Regions from separate parts of the Hordeum vulgare genome. Here region 2 is linked to region 1. The links are chromatin contacts, called in public Hi-C maps. All regions are on one chromosome and are shown on one strand. Each heading gives the region's core, a stretch centred on a gene start, on an enhancer-like site or on the middle of the called end of the contact. The rest is flanking DNA. Distances are from core to core; before and after follow the strand shown.

Evidence for each region. Hi-C and Micro-C count contacts between places; a contact is called where the count stands out from the background.
Region 2: a Hi-C map of seedling shows a contact between it and region 1, with 2.8 times the contacts expected there. The contact joins the promoter of LOC123447291 here to the promoter of LOC123447287 in region 1. A contact is called at or near these places in 1 of 6 Hi-C or Micro-C datasets (seedling) and 1 of 1 datasets of contacts at active chromatin or transcription factors (embryo).

Annotation. Positions count from the first base shown.
Region 1 is chr4H:12,368,621-12,374,360 of MorexV3_pseudomolecules_assembly, forward strand. LOC123447287 (sex-determining protein fem-1-like) reads left to right here and starts at 3,250. Exons shown (of 10, transcript XM_045123876.1): 1 at 3,250-3,385; 2 at 3,466-3,531; 3 at 3,631-3,816; 4 at 4,676-4,804. The coding sequence starts at 3,355.
Region 2 is chr4H:12,558,724-12,564,463 of MorexV3_pseudomolecules_assembly, forward strand. LOC123447291 reads left to right here and starts at 3,282. Exons shown (of 11, transcript XM_045123880.1): 1 at 3,282-3,426; 2 at 3,815-3,965; 3 at 4,399-4,520. The coding sequence starts at 3,824.

The sequences.
Region 1 (5,740 bases), core at 2,000-4,499:
GATCAGACCCGACACGACTCTAAGCATAGCAGGCATTGTAACAAGCATGGATGAGTAAGCACAACAAGGCTCAAGCAGTTGCTACTCATGCTAAGTGGTTTCAACTATTTACTGTGACAAAATCAGGTCATGCAGAGGAATGGGTTCAACTACCGACAACATGTACAGTTGAATCGTGTTTGTCCTCATGCAGTAAAAGAGAGCAGGAGCGAGAGAGTGGGTTTATATCAATATGCTCAAGGGGGGTTTGCTTGCCTGACACGTCTGAAAATAGCAATGAGTCTTCATCAATGTCAACGATCACATCGTCGGAAACATCGTTTACCGAGAGGGAACAACAGCGGCAAACAAGAAAGAACAACAATTACTTCACGGAAATGCAACACTATGATGCATGCTCAAGACATGAAATGAAAGGTGGCAGGGCTAATGTGGCTATCATTTCTTAAGTTGAAGTTGGTTTGAATTAGGATCCAAACATCACTTCAAGCCGGGTATCTTTCCAAGTACCCTTATAATTGATTCGACCTGATGCTCATAACAAATTATTTCAACATGTATGGAGTTAGTATTTTGAGGTACTCATTTGCATTGACCAATGTTTGGTCATAAAAATTGAAGTGGAAATCAAATAAGTATCAATTTCCAACTCCAAACTATTTATTAAATTTACCCTATTCATCATTTTGCCTATTTGGTGTTGTTAACTTTTTCAAACATGCATGAAAATGCCATAATCAGATTCCTTGGATTTTTCTGATACTTTTTCATATATAAATTATTTTCATCCGAGTTATATTTTAATTTCTATGATTTTTACAAGTTTTAGGCATTTTCTGGAATTAATTAAAATTAGAAAAGCTTTATTGCGTCACTGCGACGTCAGACTGGCGTCATCAATCAACAGCAGCCGTCCGAGGTCAAACCTGACCAGTGGGGTCCACTGGTCAGTGACCCAGGGCTTAATCCCGCGTTGACCCACCCTAATGGTGGTTTGACTCACCCGTGGGCCCCTATGTCAGCGTCTCTGGGGAGGGGGGTTAGTGGCTAATAGCTGGCCACGTCGGCCCCCACCGGAGGGTGGTCGCCGGCGACCAAGCCCGCGGCGGAGGGCTCGCCGGAGTTGCGCTAAAACGCGCTACAGAGCACCAAATCGAGCGGGGTTTGCTGCTATAGGTTGCTGACGAAGCGCCTGATCGACGAGGGCCATCAGAAGGAGCTAGGGTCGCCGGAGAGAGTGCCGACGACGAGCGTGTGCGGCGGCCGGAAGTGGAGCTCATCGGGGAGATGCTCTGGAGGGCGATTTCGAGCGGGAGAAAGAGGGAGAAGCATCAGAGGCTCACAGGGGTTCCATTCCTGGCATCGGAGAAGTTGGAGGGGCTCTCTGGCAGCGGATCGACGGCGGCGGATCTCGGTGACCGGAGATGGGGAAGACGGCGGTGGCGACGCTTCAGCAGGCTGCAACTTGATTCCTTCGGCGTGGAGAAGCTACTCGTCGTGGCGGAGATGATGGATTGCTCGGGGAGGCTTCGCTGCGGCTGGAAATGCGTCGGTGAGCTCAAGCAGAGCTCGGCCATGGCGGGAGGAAGAGGAGCAGGAAGCAGGAGGAGGAAACGGTGCTAAGTGAGGGGGAAAAGATCCAGGGGCTCATCCACATCGTCTGCATACGCGGATAGGGACGGAGGAGGTGCCTCCAGCGCGAAGCAGGAGGTGGAGCCGGCGCACGCGCTGCTGCCACGCAGCTGCTCGGGGAAGACGACGAGCAGGGGGAGGCCCTGGTGGGCTGGGCGTGCAGGGGCGACAGGTAAGCGTTTCCTTTTTTTTTCTATTTTTTTTTCTGTTTTGTTATTTCTAACATTTGTTTTATTTGTTTTGGCTCCTACTAAATCAAAGAAAATAGGTAAACAACTCTGGGGTGTTATTTGGAATATTTCCAACCCCATGTGAAGTTTTCAACATTTTATAAAACTAGGAAGTATTTGAAATCAATTAATTAATTGATTTCAGTGGCTTTTGAATTTAAAATAAAATGCCAAAAGTATTTTGAAAATATATATCACCCCTGATATTTTCTTTCCAACATTTATAAAAAATGATGGACTTTTATGAAAACCATTTTGGTTCATTGATTTGTCACCACTTTTGAATTGTTTTGCATATAGAGTTGCTAGGGTTTTGTTTTGAATATAGAGTAGCTAGGATTTTTCTCTTGTTGAACCTGTTTGGATGTTGTTTGGTGTTAGGGTTTGGTCATCCCCATTTGTAGATCATTCAAATTTGAATTAAATTGATTTGAATGCATTCATGAATGCTTACTGATGCAACTAACTACAAGATATAATCTAGGGCTGTGACATAAACTTTTTACTTTTTGGGCATTATATTTTAAAGTAGGAAAAATTTAAATATGAATTAATGTTAATGAGGATTCCGGGGAGAGAAGAAGAACGATAGGACAATACGTGGATGCATGGGATGGGTTACAATGCCCCCGTTGCAACGCACGAGCATCTGTGCTAGTAATTCATAAATGGTTTTGTTCAATTTTGAGAACTTTTATTTCTGCACAAAAATAACACCAATGTAGTTTTGTTGAAAACAACGCCAGTCCAAGTTAGTTTCATTCAAATCATGCAAATTAGAGTTTAAAATTAGAGCAAAAGTGTTTAGAAAAGTAGATACGTTGGAGACGTATTAGTGGCGGTGGTGTGGTACCATCTGCCGTGGTGCGGGTGGACGCAGGCGTTTCCTCCAATAAGCTCGAGTGGCTCCCCGATTTGGAGAAGGGCCCGGTCGCCTCTATCGTTGTTCGTCGCCACCATGGGTGTGGTAAGCGAGTTTGCGATGGGTGCGATGCTGGATCCCGCTGACAGGTTTCAAGCTCATCAGCAGCGGCTGTTCTGGCGGGGCTACGGCGCCGGTTCTCAGTTCATGGCGTGGCTGTGCTGTTGCGAAGGCATTGTGGCCCGAGGTGGTTCGTCCCGGGCGACGGCAAAGATTTCATCCGCGAAGAAGCCGTAGAGGACCTGATTGCAATTTTGCTTTCCGGCCCGGGGTCCTCCTTGTAAAAGCCAGGGACTTTAATGCTATTTCCTTTTCTGCTGAGTCCTTATATGCTCTTTGTACCGTAACTGTATCAGATATTAACGGAGCGTCTAGGCCCTTCGCGGCCTTTACAGTTAAAAAAAAAAGAAAAAAAGAAAGACGACGGCGCTCGCTCGCCCATTTTCACTTGTCCTCGCGCTCGCGCGTACGCCTCGCTTTAGTTTCGTCTTCCTCGCTGCTCTTTTCTCCATTCAAAGCTCCAAGCCCCTTCTCCACCCCCACCCTAGCACATCCTCCTCGACCGACGCCATGGTGTCGCCCTACCGAGCTCATTCCGAAGGTAAGCGCCTCTCCCCACATCCCATCCCTAACCCTACCCCCAACCCGGATCCTGACTCCGCCCCCTCCGGCCCGCCCCAGTCCACGACCCGATGCTGGACATGGTCTTCCAGGCGGCATCCGACAACGACCTCCCCCGCTTAAAGTGTACGCCTCCCCCCCTCCCCCGTCCCAGATTCTGACCCTCATCCAGCCTCGCTGCCCGAGCGCTAACATTTTGGAGGCCCAATCAAAAATCCGCCGCAGCGCTGGTCGTGATGCTGGACTTGGGCAGGGGCCGCCCCAAGAAGGTGATTGAGGACTTGAGGGTGGAAGACGATCCCAAGCTTGAAGGTTTCAGCGCGCTGCACATCGCGGCCAGGGGGAGCCTGGAGGTGTGCAGGTACCTCGTCGAGGAGCTGCTGGTGGATGTGGATCTGGTCGACAAGGAAGGTCCAACTATCTTCAAAACCCTAATCTTTCGGTGCAGGCTTCGTCGAATTGCATGGAGTGCCTATTTTACATGCTGGAATTTGTTGTTCGCTAGGGCTGCTTCATCTGTAGGTCAGGTCTCACGATATCCGACTGTTTTGTGCTTTCTCTGGGTTTGGCATAGAGGTGCATTATGAGAGCCAGCTTTTGCCATGGCTCCAGGCTCAGCGCAACACAGTCCGGCAACCATAAACATAGCCTAAGATCATCTACGTCAGTATGAACCAATGTATCATAGGCACCAATATTTTTCTCACCAAATAAAATCATGTTTTGTCATATCCTGTTGTGCTAACTCATGATCATGCAGCTTTATACGGAAAAAGTCGGCCTTTTTAAGGAAGAAATAAGTCGGTCTTCATTATGATACTGAATGTGAATACCCTACATAAGCACCGTTCATATAAATAATTAAATAGGCTACTCTTTGAGGGCAAATTAATGTTTATTTTAGGATAGTTTGGTTGTTTAGTTATTGCACACATGTATGCACCCCAGCTCTGAGGATGTATTTGATTCTTCTATTCGGGTAGTCGAATGTCTAATTTTCATGCGTCAGTTCCATTTAACCAATACTCTCTCGAGCATTATGAAAATCCTGCGTCATATCGTATCTAACTCGATGGGTCTACTTTGTTTGTCTTGGGGAGCCATATCTAAATTCTATGCTCTCAGAGAAGACAGGGCAGTGTTAGGAAACTTCTGTGGTGGTATTCTTTTGGAGATAAGACATGCTTTGATACAAAAAAGATCTCATTTCTTGCTACGCTGAGAAGTGCTTTGATATAATTTCATTTTTGTGTGTTTGTTTGCTTTATAGGTAGAACACCTCTGTTTTTTGCAACATACTGCAATGGGGGTACTGCTGAGTATCTTCTTGATCATGGAGCTAATCCAGACAAAGCCGATAACAATGGGGGTTTCCTGTTACATTATGCTGCTGAAATAGGTCCACCTCTCTAACATATCTCTGTTCTGCATCTCTGCATTGTAAATTGTTATGTGTTATCTTATTCAGAGCTATTCGCCTTTGTTTCATATAGTAATTTACTAATATTGTTCTCTGCTAATAAATTATCTTCAAACCCGACGGTTAAGTTCTTGTAACGTGTCTCTCTGTTCGGGAGCACATATTGTTTTAGAATCATTAGACTGTTTGAGAATGCACGGCATATTAAGTCTCCAAGTAGATCTTTAGTGGTATTTCCTGATATACTCTTAGTTGTACTAAATAATAATCTTGCACACGCTTCTAGTCAAAGTCATCTATATATTTATGTTTAGCCATTAGCCAAAGTTCTACCGAGTGCATGCATGTATTGCATCAAACCAGGACTCTTTGTGTAGCATAGTTACTAATATCTTAAACACTTTAACATGGATATAGTGGCTTAGCTGTCGTGCAGGTGCAATATCCTAAAATGTCACCTAATTAGAAAGTTAAATAACCTAATACATGTCACTATCATTCCAATCCTACATGGGTGTGGAGTGGCAATAATCTGGTAACTGACTTAATAACCTGGTTACCAAGAGGCTATAACACATCGATAACCTGACAAGCAAGTGGCTCTAACCTGGCAATTAGTAACGATAACGAAAAGAAGTTATCGAAACATATCTACGTGGGATCTAGTTTTGACGGGTCTTACATGGGTGTGGAGTGGCAATAATCTGGTAACTGACTTAATAACCTGGTTACCAAGTGGCTATAACACATCGATAACTGACAAGCAAGTGTTTCTAATCTGGCAATTGGTAATGATAACGAAAAGAAGTTATCGAAACATATCCACGTGGGATCTAATTTCGATGGTATCATCACAGCAAAGCCAACAGTGAGCACAGATCGTCAATCGGATACACAATTTGAGAGATAGAAGTT
Region 2 (5,740 bases), core at 2,032-4,531, 190 kb after region 1:
TTCCGCATGAGCTAGTTCCTATTCTATTGTTCCGGAGGCTTTGTGAAGTTGCTCTTTTGGGTCTATTATGTTGTTCTATCAAGTTCATGGTGTTCCCTTGTTCTATTTAGTTGTTTGATATGCATATGGTCTAATTCTCTCTTCTTATCGTTTTTTTGTCCCATTTTTTCTACCGAAGTGCTGCCGAAATTTTCAGTGAATTCTTGCTTCTTTCTCATTTCATTCCTCATCGCCTTGCAACCTTCAAGGATCGTTGGTTTCACTCGTTTGTCAAAGAAGCGACTAAGTTTTACCTCTTATTCGTTCTCATCCTCTCCCCCTTTCATTCTTGGATCTCGGGGCGAGATCCTCTTGTAGTGTAGGAGAGTTGTGACAGCCCGAGACCGACGTTCCAGAAGATTCCCCTTTCTTTCCGTTTTTGTCGTGTGTCTATTTTCTTTTGTCGCATCATCATCACATCATGCGCATCATCAGCATTGCAACAGCGTTCCGTTGCCGCCAGTTTTCAAAACTTGCATCTGTTGTTAGTTGCCGGTTCTCGTCGTTGTTCGTTCGGAGCCCGTTCGCACACGCACGCGCCCGCGACATCGTCGAAACCCTGTTTTTAAAGTGTGCGTAAAACTTCCTCTGATCGGGTTGAGATTTAACGTGCGGTCTTATTTTAATATAGGTAGGCCGCCTGTCAAGTTTCGTCGCGATCGGAGTTCGTCTGGTACCCGAACGGTCGACCGTAGCGGCACCGTATTCGGTCTACCGTCGGACGTCTGTCGGTGTTTTAAAATTCGTTGCCGCGCCGCCCGCTCTCCCTCTCGTCTCCGGATATCCACTCTACACGGCCTCGTAACCGTTCCCGCGTTCGGAATCGTCCGAATCCGACCGCACGGTTGGATCCGAAACGAAATTCCGGCTAACCTAGCCCCCCCCCCATATGTCTATAAATAGACCCCGTGCCATTAATTAGACACCCACTCCCCCTCTGCCTCGAAAACCGTGCCCTCACCTAAGCCTAGCGCAGCCTCCCACCTCTCTCTCCCACCTCCAGCCGTCGGGCCCGCCCGAGCCCGGGTCAGGCCCGCCGAAGCCCATCGGGGCCCGCAGCTAACCCTAGCCGAGCTCCGAGGCTTCCCCGAGCCCCTGCCGACCTCGTGCCGCTCGCCGGCCGCCGCGGGGAGCCCCACCGTCGCCACCGGAGTGGCCTCGCCGGACCCTGCCTGCTGCCTTCCCCGCCACCGGCCAACAGTTTCACGCCATGGCTACCACCTCTCCCCGTCGGATCCAGCCGCCGCCATGGAGCTCAATGGCTGCCTCCGCCACCGGGAATGGAGGTCGTCGCCCCGGATCCGCCGCCCCTCGCCGATGTTCGTCGCCGCCTCGCCGTCAGTCACCTCGCCGGGGCCCCTGCTGCCGCCGCCAGCAGCTCCCGGTTCTATCCCTGACGAGGCCCTCGTGCCAAATTGAGGATAGGGCCGCATCTTGGGCGTGACACCAATTCTATATATCTCTTCCTTTCAGTACATGTACTTGTAACGATATCCATTCTTGTGACACGACGAGATGCGCTTCTATCCCTGACGAGGCACTCGTGCCAAATTGAGGATAGGGTTGCATCTTGGGCGTGACACTTAGGTTCTAGGCTATTATCCAAACGACTAGCTTAGGGCATAAAAGGAACTCTAAGTAGGGCAAGTAAGAAATTATCCACTCTAATGAGAAAGCATGCTATATTGTATAAATTTGCAAAAATGGGTCATTTTCCAATGATAGTAGCCGGTACTTTACTCACTTATATGGTCTAAATCAATATTAATTCACATATAATACCCAAAATACACCTTCATAGTTAAAACTATGCGTTCGCCTAGGTTGCACCTAGAGCGGTTAAATGGCGCTGGGTGAAGGCCAACCACCTCAGTTGCGCCTAGCAATTTTTTCGATCTTATCTGCAACAATTTGTAAATTGCAAAAACATGATATTTTTGTGAGACCTTCTTTATTGTAAGGCCATTGTAACATGTCTCTTCTTCAACAAGAGCTTTGTTGCAGTTGCAACATGACCTTTGTTGCAAATTGCAAACATGACTTTTTGGGAGTTTTGTTTTGCAAGGTTGTAACATTACTCTTTTGCAACAAGAACCTTGTTGCAATTGCAACATGCTCTTTGTTGCAAAAAAAACATCTCTAATCATGAGCATGTCCGTCATCGGGGTTGTCTTCTGTGACGATGTCCCTGTCCTCCGCCCCACCACCTGGACCCACACGTCCCACCTCTACCAACCTTCCTCCTCCCGTGATCTCCTTGTCCACGCTCACCTTCTTCCGAAAGCCAGGGCTTGCAAGTCACAACGCCACAACCCTGTCCCACCTTAACCCCGGCTACGGGCCGCTCACGGTTGCCCCCTATCACCAGCATCTTCCACCGATGGATGACATGTCGTCGCCCTCCTCGCACCACCCTATCCTTCGCTTCTTCGTATTTGAGGCGACCACGGTCCCTCGTTGCCAGATCCTGGATCCACGGGCCCCAGTGTCATTGTCGGTCCTTGTCGCGGAGATCCAACGGTCGCCCCTACCGTTTTGCAATAGAATATGTGTGCGCTCAAGCAGATCACAATACGAGCCAAGTTAAGTTGCAAACATGTACTATAGTGAAGGTTGCTCTCGAGCAATCCGATTGGAACATACACGACACCCACGGAGGCGGTGGACATGCACTGAAAGATTAGTCGGGTGACCTATAAGGATTCCCTTTTTCACACATGCTTTGCAAAAAGAAAAATATATCATGATTGCCGTTTAAGGGTTGTTTGGTTCTCCGCCTAAGTCACTCTTCATTATTCTTGGTGTATTTCATGTATTTCCTCCGTTTCTAAATTTAAGTTTTTTTACAGATTTTGCTAGAGGACTATGTACTGAACAAAATAAATGAATCTACACTTTAAAACATGTCTATATGCAATCGTATCTATTCCTTTAGTGAAATCTCTAAAAAGACTTATATGCTCTCCGTTCCTAAATAATTATAGTGAGAGAGAAAAATGGTCTTTCCAACTATAGTTATTTAGAAATTCTTTTCAACTACAATTATTTAGGAAGGGAGGGAGTATTTATTTATAGACTGTCTTGTAAACATCAATTCCAAAACAAGAAATTTCCAATCTTCAAACCAAGAAATTTCTTAATCATTGAAATACAGGTGCACAGAAACCTGTCCCTAGTAGTGGGCAAAAGAGGGAAAACAACCCTCATAACTCCCCGGTCGGCTTGGTGGACCGCACGAGCGCACCAAACGAGGCAACAACTAAGCCGATCGAGGCCGAGCTTCCCTGCTCCCCTTGCCTGCCTCCCTCCCCCCTCTCCTTCCACCCCTCTTCCTCGTCGTCATCGATCACCACCAGCTCCAGCTCCAGCTCCAGCTCTCCGCACACGGTAAGCGTCAAAGCAAGGCTCCGACGGGTTTCTTGATTTCGATCCAGCCCATCCGGCATCTCCTCTGCTCCCACTCATGGGCTGCTCTGTTCCGCATCTGGAACACTGCCTGCCTCTGCTTGGATTGGGCAAATTTCGGGCCTGCGGATTCTTGCGGTCTGCCGCAGCCGAGCTCCTTAATTTTTCCTTATAAGCGCCCTTCGCTCTCCACCTCAGGAGCGCGCGCCTTTAATGATTCCTTCCTTTCTTATACTTGGCGCCTTTAGATTTAGAAAGCCTTTCCGGCCGTGGGGATTCCGTATCCGTTTGATCGGTTTGGTCTTGGACAAGTCTTGCGATTTTGGTTGCCATCAGAACTCTCATCTTCGTGGTGGTGGTGGTGGTCCAGGTGGTGCCCATGGAGACGAGGAAGGGAATCCTGGAGCTGCGCGACCGCCTGGACAAGACCCTGGCGTGCCCTGATCTCGCCGACGAGGGCTCTCTGAGATCTCTGGTGAAGAAGCAGATTCTGGAGTCGTCTCTTCCTGGCTCTGACCAAGGTATGGGTTTGACTACTTTTTCTCTGGTGCATCTTTGCCTAGATACTCCACGACTAGTAGTCATAACTGTAATTACTTTTCTCTCTAAGCAGGTCCTATTATGCCATTAGAAATGTGCCAGTTTTTTTCTCATTGATTAATATTCACCGGTAACATTAATGTGCCATATGTATATCTAAATCTCTCTAAGTAGGTCCTATTATACATGAAGCAACCAACAAGTCCATACACCAAGTATGTGTAATTAAATTGCTGGTTGAATTTAAAAAGTAAATGCAAGGTTCAATTGTAATATCGTCTTATATTTTATTACTAAATTAAACTGCTTTGTGATCTGTATCTTCCTATCCGTATTTGCTTCTCATTTTAGATCCATTTCTAAATATGTGTATATGCTGTTCTGTATTTTCATTTTGGGTTATGTCTTCTTTAGGCAACATCGACGTGATTGCTGAAGCACGGGCCAAAGAAGTCTCCAATTTTCTTGAAATGCTAGACACTTCAGTAAATGAACGGCCTTCAGAGATTCGTGGGCCACAACAGAAGGAATGGAAGGTATGCAAATTATGAAATTAATAAACTAAATTTAATACGCTTGTACGAAAATATTGTGAACATTATGTGATTAGAGTGCAATAATAGATTTATGTTTTCCTGTTTTGCGTCATAGCGTAATCAGTTCACTGATTTCTTTCTTGCTCTATATTTCAAGAGTGCAATAGTTTACCTCTTTTTTTTTCTGAACATGAAGAATGCCAAAAGGCGCAAGATACAAGGGTGGCGACAACCAAAACCCAAAACAGAAACAGAACAAAACAGGAACGCTTATTCTAGGTTACCAAAAAGGAGAGGGATAAGCGGACATGGAGTTTTGGTTCCGAGGTGGATGAATAGTAACAACAACAACCAAGCCTTTCAGTCCCAAACAAGTTGGGGTAGGCTAGAGTTGAAACCCATAAGATCTCAAAGCCAAGTCATGGCTCTGGAACGTGGATAGCTAACTTCCACGCACCCCTGTCCATGGCTAAGTCTTTGTCGATATTCCAAACCTTCAGGTCTCTCTTAACGGACTCCTCCCATGTCAAGTTTGGTCTACCACGACCCCTCTTAACATTCTCAGCACGCTTTATCCGTCCGCTATGCACCGGCGCTTCCGGTGGCCTCCGTTGAATATGTCCAAACCATCTGAGACGATGCTGGACCAGCTTCTCTTCAATCGGTGCTACCCCAAGTCTCTCTCGTATATCGTCATTCCGTACCCGATCCTTCCTTGTGTGGCCACATATCCATCTCAACATGCGCATCTCTGCTACACCTAACTGTTGGATATGTCGTCTCTTGGTTGGCCAACACTCCGGATGAATAGTAAATTAAGAAAAAATAGCAATCATATGTAAAAAGTTATGGATGTTTTTATGACAACATTGATGAGTATTTCACCTGTGTGCAATGTTTCGTGAAGAAAAAACATTTGTAATGCCCTGGAAAAAAATGATGCTACAAAAACACTATTTGTGAAAACATTTTGGAACACAGTTTTTTTTTTGTCCAGACCTCGACGAATGTTTATTTCACCACGAAAATTTACATGTGGAGAGATAACTTAGCAACGTTTATTTGTTATAAAATGAAAATCAGAATTTTTAAATGCTTTTGTTATTTTTTCGAACTTACTGTTCATAGCAGGAGCATTTTGAACTCGGGAGCAGAATGACGTTTTCAGGGATAAGAAGCACCCTTCTCAAAATACATACCACCAAGAGTGCAATGGTTTA